Linked DNA regions of Mus musculus: region 2 is linked to region 1. The links are chromatin contacts, called in public Hi-C maps. All regions are on one chromosome and are shown on one strand. Each heading gives the region's core, a stretch centred on a gene start, on an enhancer-like site or on the middle of the called end of the contact. The rest is flanking DNA. Distances are from core to core; before and after follow the strand shown. Region 1 overlaps Babam2 (BRISC and BRCA1 A complex member 2). Region 2 has its middle 13 kb from the start of Gm36732.

Region 1 (5,824 bases), core at 2,116-4,615:
CCAAGCATCAGGACTTCACATGATAAGATCAAAAGCTAGAATGAACTGGGGGCTTCTGCCTCCCTCCACATGTCTCTAATCAGGGTGGAAAATATTTCTCAGAAAAGCCCTTGCCAACTTCCCCTCAGATCCCACTGGCAACAGTGAGTCAAATTTCCATGCTTATGTATGGGGGAATATAGTTCACTTACAGAGTGCTTGTATAACTTGTGAGAGGCCCAGGCTCCAATCCCTCAGTGCCACCAAGAGTTGCATACCATGGCTTCTGGGAGTCTAAGAGAATCAAGCACATACCAACAGGGTGAGAGAAGGGAGCTATGCTCATGGCAGGGTGCAGGATAGAGAAAGGGTGTCAGGTACGCTGCCAGGGGTGGCTGCTGCCATCTTCCCCAGGATTCAGGGTGCGGGATGACTTGGCTGCATAGTGTTCTTTGCTCCTACATCATACACTTCGTGGCCTCAGACCAGGATTACTCCAATTGCTTCATCATTTATTATACTCTCCTTTTCCCCCAGCCAGACTGCTAATTACCAATACTTGCTGCTAAAGTGCTCTCTCATTGTCTTGCTGTGATTATGATACTTTGTTTTATTTCTCAGAATGAAAAATCCTATAACCAAAATTGTTCAAGCTATGCCTAAAATATTCTGAAAGATAGTCGGGCTGGGTATCCAGTGTATGGGATGGAGTGTTTTTTGGCTGTCCTAAGGCCATTTTTCCATGGTTGGTATATTTGAAGAAGTGAGACTTCCCCATAGAGCCCTGTATCTGAGACAGCCCTTTCCTGGACTCTTCTTATAGTAAAATGATGAACATTTGTGGACAGGCAGGGCAGGCAGGCTCCTAAGTGGGCAAAAGCAGCCACACACTGCACCTTACCATGCTGTAGAGAAAGGCAGCATGCCTTATCTGCGTTTAATTCCTCTCATGCTCCCACCTGGTTGTTACCTGGGAGCCACCATTAACTCAATGGCAGTGACCATCATTGTGGCAGCGGTCTAGAATGCAGCCTCACCACACCTGTCTTCTCATGTGGCCAAAGCCATATGGACAAGACTCCAAAAGGTCCCAGTGTGTGCAGAATTAAAGTATCTGGTGTGGCTTAGTGCGTGGGCCCGCCAAGTGGGTCAGAGGCTTGGATGCCCACCCGGAGCTGAGTGGAAAACGTCTGGCAGCCCTCCCACTTCCGCCTGCCCAGAGCATAGGAGGAGCTCTGGCCGGATGTGGGCTATCTTTTTCCTTCCCCCACTTCCCCCTGGCCCTCCCTTTTTTTTGTTCCCAGTTCTTAAAGAACCCTAAGAGCTGTTCAGATCTACTGAGCCAGGGAAGACCATCCCTTCTATTTATAGAAAACTGACCGAAACTCACAAGGAGAAAAAAATAAGCATTTGTCAAAAAAAAAAAAATTACTGATAATAAGTAGTAGATCAAGGGGAATGATTTTGTTCTGGGGATCAAGTGTGTGCCAGTCACTCACAAGAAAGCAAATGGTTAAAGAATTGATAGCTATAGCCAAACTGTGAGGCCTAATTGCTTAGGCTCCACAAAGTTCCTTTAGAACAAGTTAGCTGCTTAAAGCCTACAGTAATTCTTTTTCATCAGTTAACTTTAAGTAAAAGTTAAGTGACAGAGACATTTAGAGATAAGAGAAAACAAGTTTTGTTTTTGCTAACTTCTGACTAATTTGTACTATTCAGATCTTATACCAAAAAAATGCAAAGTAGCTCTGAGATATTGTAGTTATTACATCATTTTATACATAGAGTAGTTTTTAAAGAAGCTACCATTTTGTTGACTACTGACTATTAGATAGAATACAGCTTACCTGAGCAAGGTATCTATAGCTTTAAACATTTATGTTCTCTGCATGAACTACCATATAGACAACTTTTATCTCTGAAATCCTTTGACAATTCCTGTTCTTCCAGTAATCCAGTTGTGATACAGGAAGTGTTTTGATTTGAACATTGGCTATAAGGACATGCTGTTCTCTGGAGACAAAAAAGGATCATGTAATGAATGCTTTGGGGGATTATGATATACATCAGTATAGAGCTTGCTGATATTTAAGTAAAAACAAAAATCATGTCTTACTTGAGTGGGTAAATAGATATTTCTGGTTTTTAATGTTTCTAATACTAATTGGCATTTGAGTCAAAGAAAATAGTTCAAAACTAGGAAATAATATATTTCTAAACATATCAAATACTAATACCAGCAACTCACTTCTGCAAAACAAAATCGTGGGAAAAAAGATTAGAAGGCATTCCAGCCAGATGCAGGAGTGTATACCTATGTCCCAGATACTCTGGAGTCAGAGGCCAAAGGATCTCATGAGCCCAGGAGTTTGGCACCAGCCAGAGCACTAAACCAAGACCTGTATAAAAGTTTCTTTTTTCAGGGGACTGGGAGAATGGCTCAGTCCATAAAGTACTAGCAAGAAGCCCTGAGTTCGATCCCTATTAAAAGCTCTGCGTTGTGACCTGTGCTTGTGATCCCAGCTGAAAGGGCCGATGCACGGGATGCTCAGGCGTAGGCCAGCTGGCCTCGTCCAACTGTGAGCTTCAGGCCACTGGAGAGATCCTTTCTCAAAAAGGTGGATGCCATTCCTTAGAATGACATCTTCCTTTGACCACCACAAGCACAAGCACTGACACATGTACTTACATCCACATATACTCACACACACTTACACACTCACACACTCACGCACACACACTCACGCACTCACGCACACACACTTCTTTTTTTTTTTTTTTTTTTTTTTAGAAAAATGTAGTCTAAAGTCCCCAAAGCCAGTAGCTTGAAAGCCACATAGCCTGTAGTCATAGCTACATTACTTTTGATAGTGAGTGATGGCTGTTTATAAATGATTGCATTGAATTCTTTTATTTAAAATTACTCTTTTTTCATAGGTAAACTAGCATGTTAAATACTTTTCTATTATTAATGATCGGTTTGGAGGTTAATCTGAATGTTGTTTCCTATTTGGAAACTCGGGTGTTACTCAGCAGTTGCAATTGAAGTTGAGGAAAAGTGTACAATGAACAGGCATTTGTTCCTAAAAACTTATCAGAGGGAATTAAATGAGCATCAGAAAGGACGTAACAGGGTTAGAAATCAGTGTTTGTTCCGAGTAGCCAAGGATGTTACAGACCAAGCCTGCTATAGGGAAGGACCTACAAGGATTTTCTAAATTGAGGTATTTGTCATTTGGATTGGTGTTTTCATACTTTTGTTGTTCTGTGTTATACAATCTCTGTTTCATAAAAATAGCCATGTATGGAGGCTATCATACTGTGGCACTGAGAAATGTGACTAAAAAGTGGTCATTCTCAGTCCTGCCCCTTTTTGTTGGTAGTGGTGTGAGTCACCAGTAGAAACCCCCTGTGCCACTGAGTCAGACATCGTCAGAGTCGGGTACACTCAGAAGTCTGAGAGGCTCTACCAACAACACAGGTTTTTGCTGGTTGGTTGGTTGGTTTTGGTTTTGGGGGGGCAGTGAGTTATTGTTGGGAGATTTCTTTAAAAAAACAAAAACAAAAACCATGAAGCTAACTTTTCCTTTGAGAAGTCACATCTAGGGAAAGCGCTAGGATCAGCAGTATGCACCGAAGGAGGGAGGGAGGGAGGGGGAGAGGAGGGGAGAGGAGGGGAGAGAAGGGGAGAGGAGGGGAGGGGTAGGACTGCACTCCACAGCATCCTTACATGTTGCTTTAATATGTATCTGTTTGTGCAGCTAACATTTCCATCCTTGTTCATGCTTTACAGTGGAGGCTCTGGCTTACTGACTGAGTTGTAATTGCAACACAATTTTAAGCAGGTTATTGGAGAGTATTCTGCAGTGTCACACAGTAGGAGCCAAAGATTCCAATCCTGGCTTTAGATTTTGTCCCCTGCTGCTGCCCAGTCTATGAGAAAGTTGACAAAGTCCACGAACTTTCTAGTTTACTCAGCTGTTAAACACACAGTTTCAAAATAATGTCCCTTTCTTGAAGTTTTAATTAACAAAGCATCTAAAATGAACTCTGCAAAGCTAGAAAATCTATACACATCATTACTGCATTTGTTAATGTGCCTATTCTCTGTCCTGGAAATGGGTAACATTTACACAAACTTTGTCTACCTCAGAGAATGTTGAAACAGTTTCTGGGGATGCTTTGCCTCCACTAAAACTAACAAGAGATTTTATTTTAAAAACTTGACTTAACCCCCAAATGAAATGCTAAAGCAACACTACATATTAGCAGGGGGCTTGGGCTCAGCTCTGATGGGCAGCAGCAGAGTCTCTGTTCAGATTTGCCCCTGTTGCGGCCCACTAAGGAGCTCCCTCTGATTTACAAGATATAAATATATGTGGTAACATATGTGGGAAAAAAAGGAAAGTGCTGAGTATGGAGATTTCACGACTTGATTGGAAGCAGAATGATAATTTTATTTTTCTGGAAGTCTAGTTGGTGCATCCTATCAAAGCCCTCTTTGTCCCTTTTCCAAGTTTGTTCTTGAAAACCATCTTTCATCCTGCTCCCCCATCAGATTGTAGGTGAGGAAGACACAGTCCCGCCCTTGAAAAGCGTATGGCATAATGGAAACTTAACACAGTTACATGGCTAGCTCTGCAATGGCAATGGGCAAGGCCAGGGCCCAGGAGGTCGGACAGTGTGGGACGCCATTCTGGTTATGCCTAAGATTCTGCATGTGTCACGGCTTCTGTGGTCCCTCATGCCATTGCTTTGATCCAAACCTCAATCGGTGCTTGTGGCTCCAATTGTCATGTACCCAGCATTCTGAGTTAGCCAAAAACATGTCTTAAGATGTGTTTATTGCTGAGCAGTGGTGTCAAATGTCTCTAATCCCTGCACTTGGGAATGAAGCAGAGTCAGGTGGATCTCTGTGAGTTTGAGGCCAGCTTGGTCTACAGAATGAGTTTCAGGACATCCAGGACTATACAGAGAAGCCCTGCCTTGGGAGAAACAAAAAGGATGTATTTATGAACTCTAACCATCTTTTCCCCTTTTTTGCCTTGCAGTTGACCTGCCCCTGTTTTTCCCTCGAGATCAGCCTACGCTCACATTTCAGTCAGTCTATCACTTTACCAACAGTGGACAGCTTTACTCCCAAGCACAAAAAAACTACCCATACAGCCCCAGATGGGATGGAAATGAAATGGCCAAGAGAGCAAAGTAAGTGGTACATTGTTAGTTGACTGGCCGTGAGTGGCCTCTTTGGGTTGTTTGTTTGTTTGGTTGGTTGGTTGGTTTTTGTTTTGGTAAATGGATTGTAGGAGATATGAGATAGCAAGTTAAGTTGTAGATAAATAATGTCAATAATAAAAATGATGGCAACCACTTATGTATTTTAAATGATAAATTTCAAATGTTGGTAAACAGATTTTCTAGTGAATAGTCAGTATATGAGTTCAGTGTCTATTATTCCATGGGAAGCTGCATCTCATGAATTATGTTTCTCCTGTGTGTTGCATGGATTTGTATACTCAAGTACACAGACTCCTTAGATCTGCAAACACTGCTGTGGAACTTGTGTCTCAATGGAGATTAAAGTTACTAGCCTTAATAGTTGAGTATAGAAAGGCTGTCACTATAGTCATAAGGACCAGGTTGATCCAGAAACATGGTGAGTGCTATGGTAAAGACTTCAGGGTCTGGGCCAGCAGTGTATGGACCATTGCCTCCTAGCCTGAAGCAGCAGTAGATTGAAGTGGGATTTTCCAAACATAAACCATAGTGTGGTGTGTGGCAAATACTTTATCACTCTGCACAGCCATGTGCTCTTACCTGTGATCTCAGCTGAAGGGTGGGCAGA
Region 2 (5,824 bases), core at 1,310-3,809, 140 kb after region 1:
TGTGGACATTCCCTCTCCAAGAACATTTCTGTTTTCCTTGTGCATGTAAAAACATTTGTTTGTTTGTTTTCTCCTCAGCCCATGTGAGTGTGTGTGTGTGTGTGTGTGTGTGTGTATGCTCACTCATATACCACAGAGCACATGTGGAACTCAAGGATAACTTTTCTCTTTCCTAGGGATCAAACTCAGGTCAGCAGGCTTGGCAGCAGGTACCATTACAGGTCAGGCCATGTCACTAGCCTACAAGCATAAATCTAGCCATTGTTATTGTGTCTCAGGTGCCTGTCAGTTCCCTATGCCTCCTGAGCCCTTCTTCCAACCTTCCACTACATACTCTTCCTCCCCGACCCCCTCTCCTCCCCTCCTCTTCCCTTTCCTCCTCTTCTTCCTCCCCTCCAGCACCTTAAGAGCCCTTCCCCTACCTTCCTTCCCATGGGAGTCTTTCTTGGCCACTATCTCCTCCAATGGTGCCCCTCTGTTGTCTCTGTGTCTGCCATGCATTGAAATGCCTGTCCCAGGACCCTCTGCTCCTGCACACACCCACACATAGCAGTGGCCTCGCCTCTCCCCTTTGGGCCGTGAGCTCCCAGCCCTGGCAGTGATCTCTGTCTTCTGAAGCCTAGTCCTGGGCCTGAAGCATAATAACAACTCAATAAACGAGTGTCGAAACAATTAATGGCTTACTAAATAAATGACTGCGGCAGACACAAAGCCCATTCCTATAAATGAGTCACCGTGAGCCCCAGCCACTGGGCCCCGCCCTCACCCACTGACCCCAGCAAAACCCTCCCGTGATGATGTCATCATGACCCTTAGTTCTCAGAATCCTCCAGCCTCCTTCCTTCTCCTTCGTGCCTATCTACTTGCCATCCCCTCCCCCTCCTTCCCTTTCTCCTTCCTCCAGGGCACCATGTCTAAATAAGGCAAAACTCCTCCAGTGCTGGGGAGCTCTGGGGTTTTCATGCAGTCACCCAGGATATCGTGGGATGGGGTCAGGCCATGCTCTGCTGAGAAGCAGGACAAAGTTCCCCTGTAACATTGGCGGAGGGACAAGGAGACTTTGCTGCCCACCAGAGGGTGCCCTCAAGTTAACTGAGCAGGACACAGAGAGGATCTAACTCAGAAGGAGGCTTACAGACAAGGCAGGGGCTTGGAAGAGTGGATTGTGGGCTTGCTGGTAAGGGATTTGGCATTAAGACACCTGCACCTCGAAAGCATCCCTGGTTCTAGGATAGGCACACACACACACACACACACACACACACACACACACACACACACACCAGAAAATGGATTAGCACCACTTGTAGCAGCGCACAGCACACGCCTGTAATGATCCAGCTTGTGTTGACTAGACGGCTCAGCCTATGATGGCACTTACCACTAAGCTGGACCACCTGAATCTGAGCAAGAGACCCACATGGTAGAAGGAGAGATCCAGTTCCCACAAGTTGCCCCTCTGACCTTCATCTGTAGGTGTACCCCTATACAGAATGTAGAGAACATACACCTGTTTGCCCAGCATACACAGAGACAAATAGATACATGCAATTAAAAAAAAAAAAAAAAAAACCAAGTGTTTGGGAGCCTGAGGCAGGAGAATTGCTATGAGCTACATAGTGAATTGTTTTGGGTTTTTTTTAAAGCAGCTTATAAAGCTGGAAAAATATTAAAATATTAAAAATTCTGAATAAACCAAGAAAGATAGATCTATCCATAGATGTTTCTTGGCAGGTTCTTGAGGGGACCTCTAGCAGTGTGACCATCCCCACCTTCTCCATTCCTTTCCCAGTCTGTGTCCTCAAGCAGCAACAGTGAGTCCTGGAGAGTGGCAGTTGGGACATCATCTCCCTCCCCATCCCCCAGGTCTGCCACCAACCCTGGCACATAGTTGATGCCTCGTAGGCAGCACTGTGTAGTCGATTCTCCAAACTGGGACACCGCAAGAGGTGGGATGTTAGTAATCATTGGGTCAGGACAACAGTTGTCGTCTGGAACCATATTGGACAAACAAGTGACAGTCTGTTCTCTACCATATGCATAGATGTCTGTCTGTCTGAATGAGGTTCTGTCTGACACTCTGACTTCTATTATACAATGACTTGCTTCTTTGCCAAAACAGTCATCTGCGTTAAGTGATGCCCCCTTGTGTCTTGATGCTCATCTCTGCCTACTGCAGAGAGAGGCATCTCTCTACACAGAGAAAATTGGTAAGGCTAAAAACATCTCCAACCACGTGCCATGGTGGGAACTGCTGTATGTTTCATCAAAGTCAGAGTGTTCTAAGCCTACTGTGAAGCCCACAGTAGGGCCTGACAGGAGGCTGGCCAGGCTGGGTAGACTGGGACTAGTTAGTGTCTCTCTTCCCTCCTGGACTCTCATGTTTAGTTGGGCTCTCTCTGTTGGGCAGATGGAAGAGATGGACCCAGCTGGGTTGTAGTAGGCCTGAACAGAGCTGGAGCTCTAAGGAAGCTGTCTGGGCACTTCCTCAGCTAGTCTCCACCTATCCTACCATGGGACCAGTGCCTTGCCAGAGACAAGCCAGACAAACACAGCTCACTGCTGCCCTCTGGTGTCTGATTCTTCCGGCCCCGTTGCTCCTCTAGGGACAGCCACATGATGCTGTCTCTGAGCAGGGCCCATGAGCAGTCACCCAATGTGAGCATGAGAACGATAGTCTGTCAGTACTGATTCTGAGATAACAGACGTAAGATGGGACTATTCCAGGCTGGGTGAGCATATGGTTATCCCGTCTAGGCTTAGAACCATTTCGCGGTAGCCTCCAGAACCATCTCAGGGAACTGCCTGGTGAAGTCACCAAGTCACAACACATGTAAGTGCTTAGCAGGAGCATGAAAGAGTAAGAAGTCACTGGCTAATGTGGTCAGTGGTTGACTATTATCCTCTCTTAGGAGTTGCCGGCATCCTGGGAGCCCATTTCCAGCTGTTCGGATGGGATAAGCTGCACCCAGAGCTATCGATAAAGCAGGAGTGGGGGGATCTGGTCTTTGGGTGGACTGAGGTGGGTGCTTCTGGGGCTCAGTCATGTGGCATGAGCAGTAAACCCAGCAGTCTGGCCTGTGAGTGGTCCAGACACCTTCCCTCTGGAAATTTGGGGCCTTGCCAGGACAGGGGATAGACAGGGAAACTTCATTCTCACTGAGATAAGGGCATTTTTGTGTCCGCTTTTGTAGTGGTCCTCCTGTCCAGTAGCTGTGTCCCAGTGCTAACTGGGGTGATCTTTGCCCTGCTGAGTGGCCAGCAGGTGTGGGTGAGCCTCTGTCCCTGCCTTCCTCTTCACATTCTGCCCCCCATCTCCTCCTCATGGCCTCTAACCCCATCAACCTCAGGCCTCTGGTAGGACAGCCTCAGGGCCTTTGCTAAGCTGCTGGTCCCCCGGGGATCTCTGGTAGGGATCAGTGCAGGATGACCAGCGGCTGTGCCACTCATAAAAGCAAGTGGGGTTTGGTACAGGTACAGAGCCTTGAGCCCCACCCTCTGAAGCTGCCAATTACAGGGAAGGTGCCAGTGACTGAGGCCAGGGTAGAAGGACCAACTCAGACATCGAGCAGGAGATGAAGGTGCCTCAGGGACAGGACACAGAAAGAGGAAGGACAGAACTCATAGGGTCCCCATATGGGTCTCAAAAGGCAGAGACAGGAGTCAGGGACTGACAGAGATCATGGGCTTCCAGGGGCAAGGGTTCGGGGGCAGAGTCTGGGTGGCTGGGACAGTGTGTGTAAGTAAGTAGGTTTGATTCAGAGGCTTGTAAGGACTTTAGCAAAGGCAAGAGGAGGACGCACAGCTTTAGAAAGAATTCTTATGGTCTAGGAGAGAGGGCTCAGGCTGGGTGCCTTGTTTGAGGAAGAGGAGAAAGCTTCAAGTTGGTTTTGTATTCCTCAAACCTGTTTGCCCACATCTTTGGCATCTGTGCCCCATGAGGAAGCTGCAAGGAGCTGGGCCTGTCTGGGCCTGAGAGTGGCATTCTTATTGAGGCCATGTACTTCCTGCAGATGTTCCCTACTGAGGTCACAGGCCCCTCTCGAGGACCTTCTTCCTGGTCTTTGCTCACTAAAGCAGCCCAGAACCCCACACCATAGCAGGCGGCTTTGCTTTCTTCCTCCCACCTGCCCCTTCCTCAGTCTTCCTCATAAGACTTCCTGCCTACACACACTCACACTTGAGCCTTGCACAGCCAGCCACACACAGGCGCCTGCAGTCTTGAGTCTGAGAGCTTGGGTTTGAGCTCAACCTCTACCATTCACCTGCAATGTGGCTCTGGGCAGTTTGAACCCTTTGTGCCTCAGTTATCTCATCTGTGAATTGGGGATAATGGGATGTAATGACGCTTATCTCATGGACTTGTCATGAGGATCGAAGGAGCTGAGGCAAGTGCAAACAGCTCAGAGGGCTCTGTGGGTGGGAGGGGATCTACTAGTACTGTTTGTATCCCACACAGCACTTAGCCAGGAATAGAAACATGCATGGCTGGTATGAGCTGTTCCTCACTCATTCCAGAACCATCTATAGGGCTGCTGGGTGCTGGGCACTATTCTACACATGTGGCAATAGGAGTCAGCGCAATCCAAGATGCCTGCCCTCTTGAAGATGCCATTCTAGGGAAGGAACCCCCAACAACACCCATCTACCAGCACACATTCCCACCTCCCTCTGGAGCTGAAGACCCTCAGGCAGGAAGGTGTGGCAACTCCAGGCCTCTGGAGGTGCAACTCGTAAGCACCTCCCAATCATCCTGTGGCCCAAGAAGCCCTTGAGTCAGAAAACAAGGTCACTCTGATCCTGGCTAGGACACGCAGAGCATTGAGGCAAGAGAGTGCAATTATTAAGTATAATTGCCCATTTTACAGATGAGTAAATTGAGGTCCAGGAAGGTTTAACTGCTTTACCCTTGGTGGTACAGCTGGCCAGTAACAGGGTTATTCAGTCAACAAGTATTTATTGAGCTCCTACCTTGATTTTGTGCCACCTGCTGTTCTAGGCCCTAGGGATAGAGTCTCTGCCTTTTGTGGCAATTCTGTGAGTTGCAGGAGCCCAGAAACAAGCATGTTTTAGAGAGTGGTGTGTTTCTAGGCAGAAAATGATACTCTGGACCAGACAGTGGGTGGAAGAAGGAAGATAGCAAGGGAGACCCAGGAAGGTGGCATTTAGCTGAGTCACCATGCAGAGAACTCTAGCTACAAACTGCCCTACATGGTGACCCAGATTAAGGGTGACCGAATCATCCACCTAAAAAGCTAACAAGATTGGAGGCTGGGCCCCTCCTGAAGAGAAGAGATTTTTCTGAACCCTGTGCTGAGTAGCTGGTAAAAAGTACACTGGGACTCCTTTGCTTTGTTCTTTTAGTAGTCTCTCTAGTCTCTGTGTCTCTGTCTGTCCCTTCCTCCTCCCTCGCTGCCTCTGTGTATACGTGTATATGTGTGTCAGAGGGAACATTTATGTTAGTTAGTTATTAGTTCGTTCGTTAGTTAGTTAGTGACTTTCACTGACCTGAAATTTGTTAAGTAGGCCAGGCTACCTGGCCAGCAAACACCGGGGATTCCTCCTGTCTCTGCATCCCCATCTGTGGGTATAAAAGCGTTCACCACCATGTCTAGCTTTTTCCACATGGGTTTGAGGGAGCAGGGCTCAGACTCAAATCTCTGAGCTTGCAAGGCAAGCAGTTACTGACCAGGCTATCTTTTCAGCCCAAACTACTTTTTAAAGAGCAGTTTTAGGCCCCAAGAAACTGACTACAAAGTACTGATGGTCCCGAAATCTCCATTCCCCTGCATATGCATTGCATGTGTCACAGCCAGTGAAGTCA

What was found. A called contact is a pair of places that touch in the nucleus more often than the background predicts.
Region 2: a contact with region 1 is called in a Hi-C map of tail fibroblasts, with 3 times the contacts expected there. The contact joins two enhancer-like sites. A contact is called at or near these places in 11 of 39 promoter capture datasets (the 3T3-L1 cell line, 3T3-L1-derived adipocytes, cranial neural crest and 6 more), 1 of 15 datasets of contacts at CTCF or cohesin (the NIH/3T3 cell line), 13 of 484 Hi-C or Micro-C datasets (the C2C12 cell line, LSK cells, the MC38 cell line and 9 more), 2 of 115 datasets of contacts at active chromatin or transcription factors (CD8 T cells and Th17 cells) and 1 of 9 other capture datasets (adipose tissue).

What each region holds. Positions count from the first base shown.
Region 1 is chr5:32,052,481-32,058,304 of GRCm38.p6, forward strand. Babam2 (BRISC and BRCA1 A complex member 2) reads left to right here. Exons shown (of 12, transcript NM_144541.1): 11 at 5,031-5,184. Among named protein-coding and RNA genes, the nearest start is that of Gm40277, 35 kb to the right of the region's middle. Within about 2 kb of position 3,366, at least 30 of the 459 cell types and tissues checked have an H3K27ac peak or open chromatin away from gene starts, as enhancers often do. A contact at or near this core is called in the C2C12 cell line, the NIH/3T3 cell line, embryonic fibroblasts and 2 more, where this site is marked.
Region 2 is chr5:32,195,347-32,201,170 of GRCm38.p6, forward strand. No RefSeq gene overlaps it. Among named protein-coding and RNA genes, the nearest start is that of Gm36732, 13 kb to the left of the region's middle. Within about 2 kb of position 2,560, at least 115 of the 459 cell types and tissues checked have an H3K27ac peak or open chromatin away from gene starts, as enhancers often do. A contact at or near this core is called in the C2C12 cell line, the NIH/3T3 cell line, embryonic fibroblasts and 2 more, where this site is marked.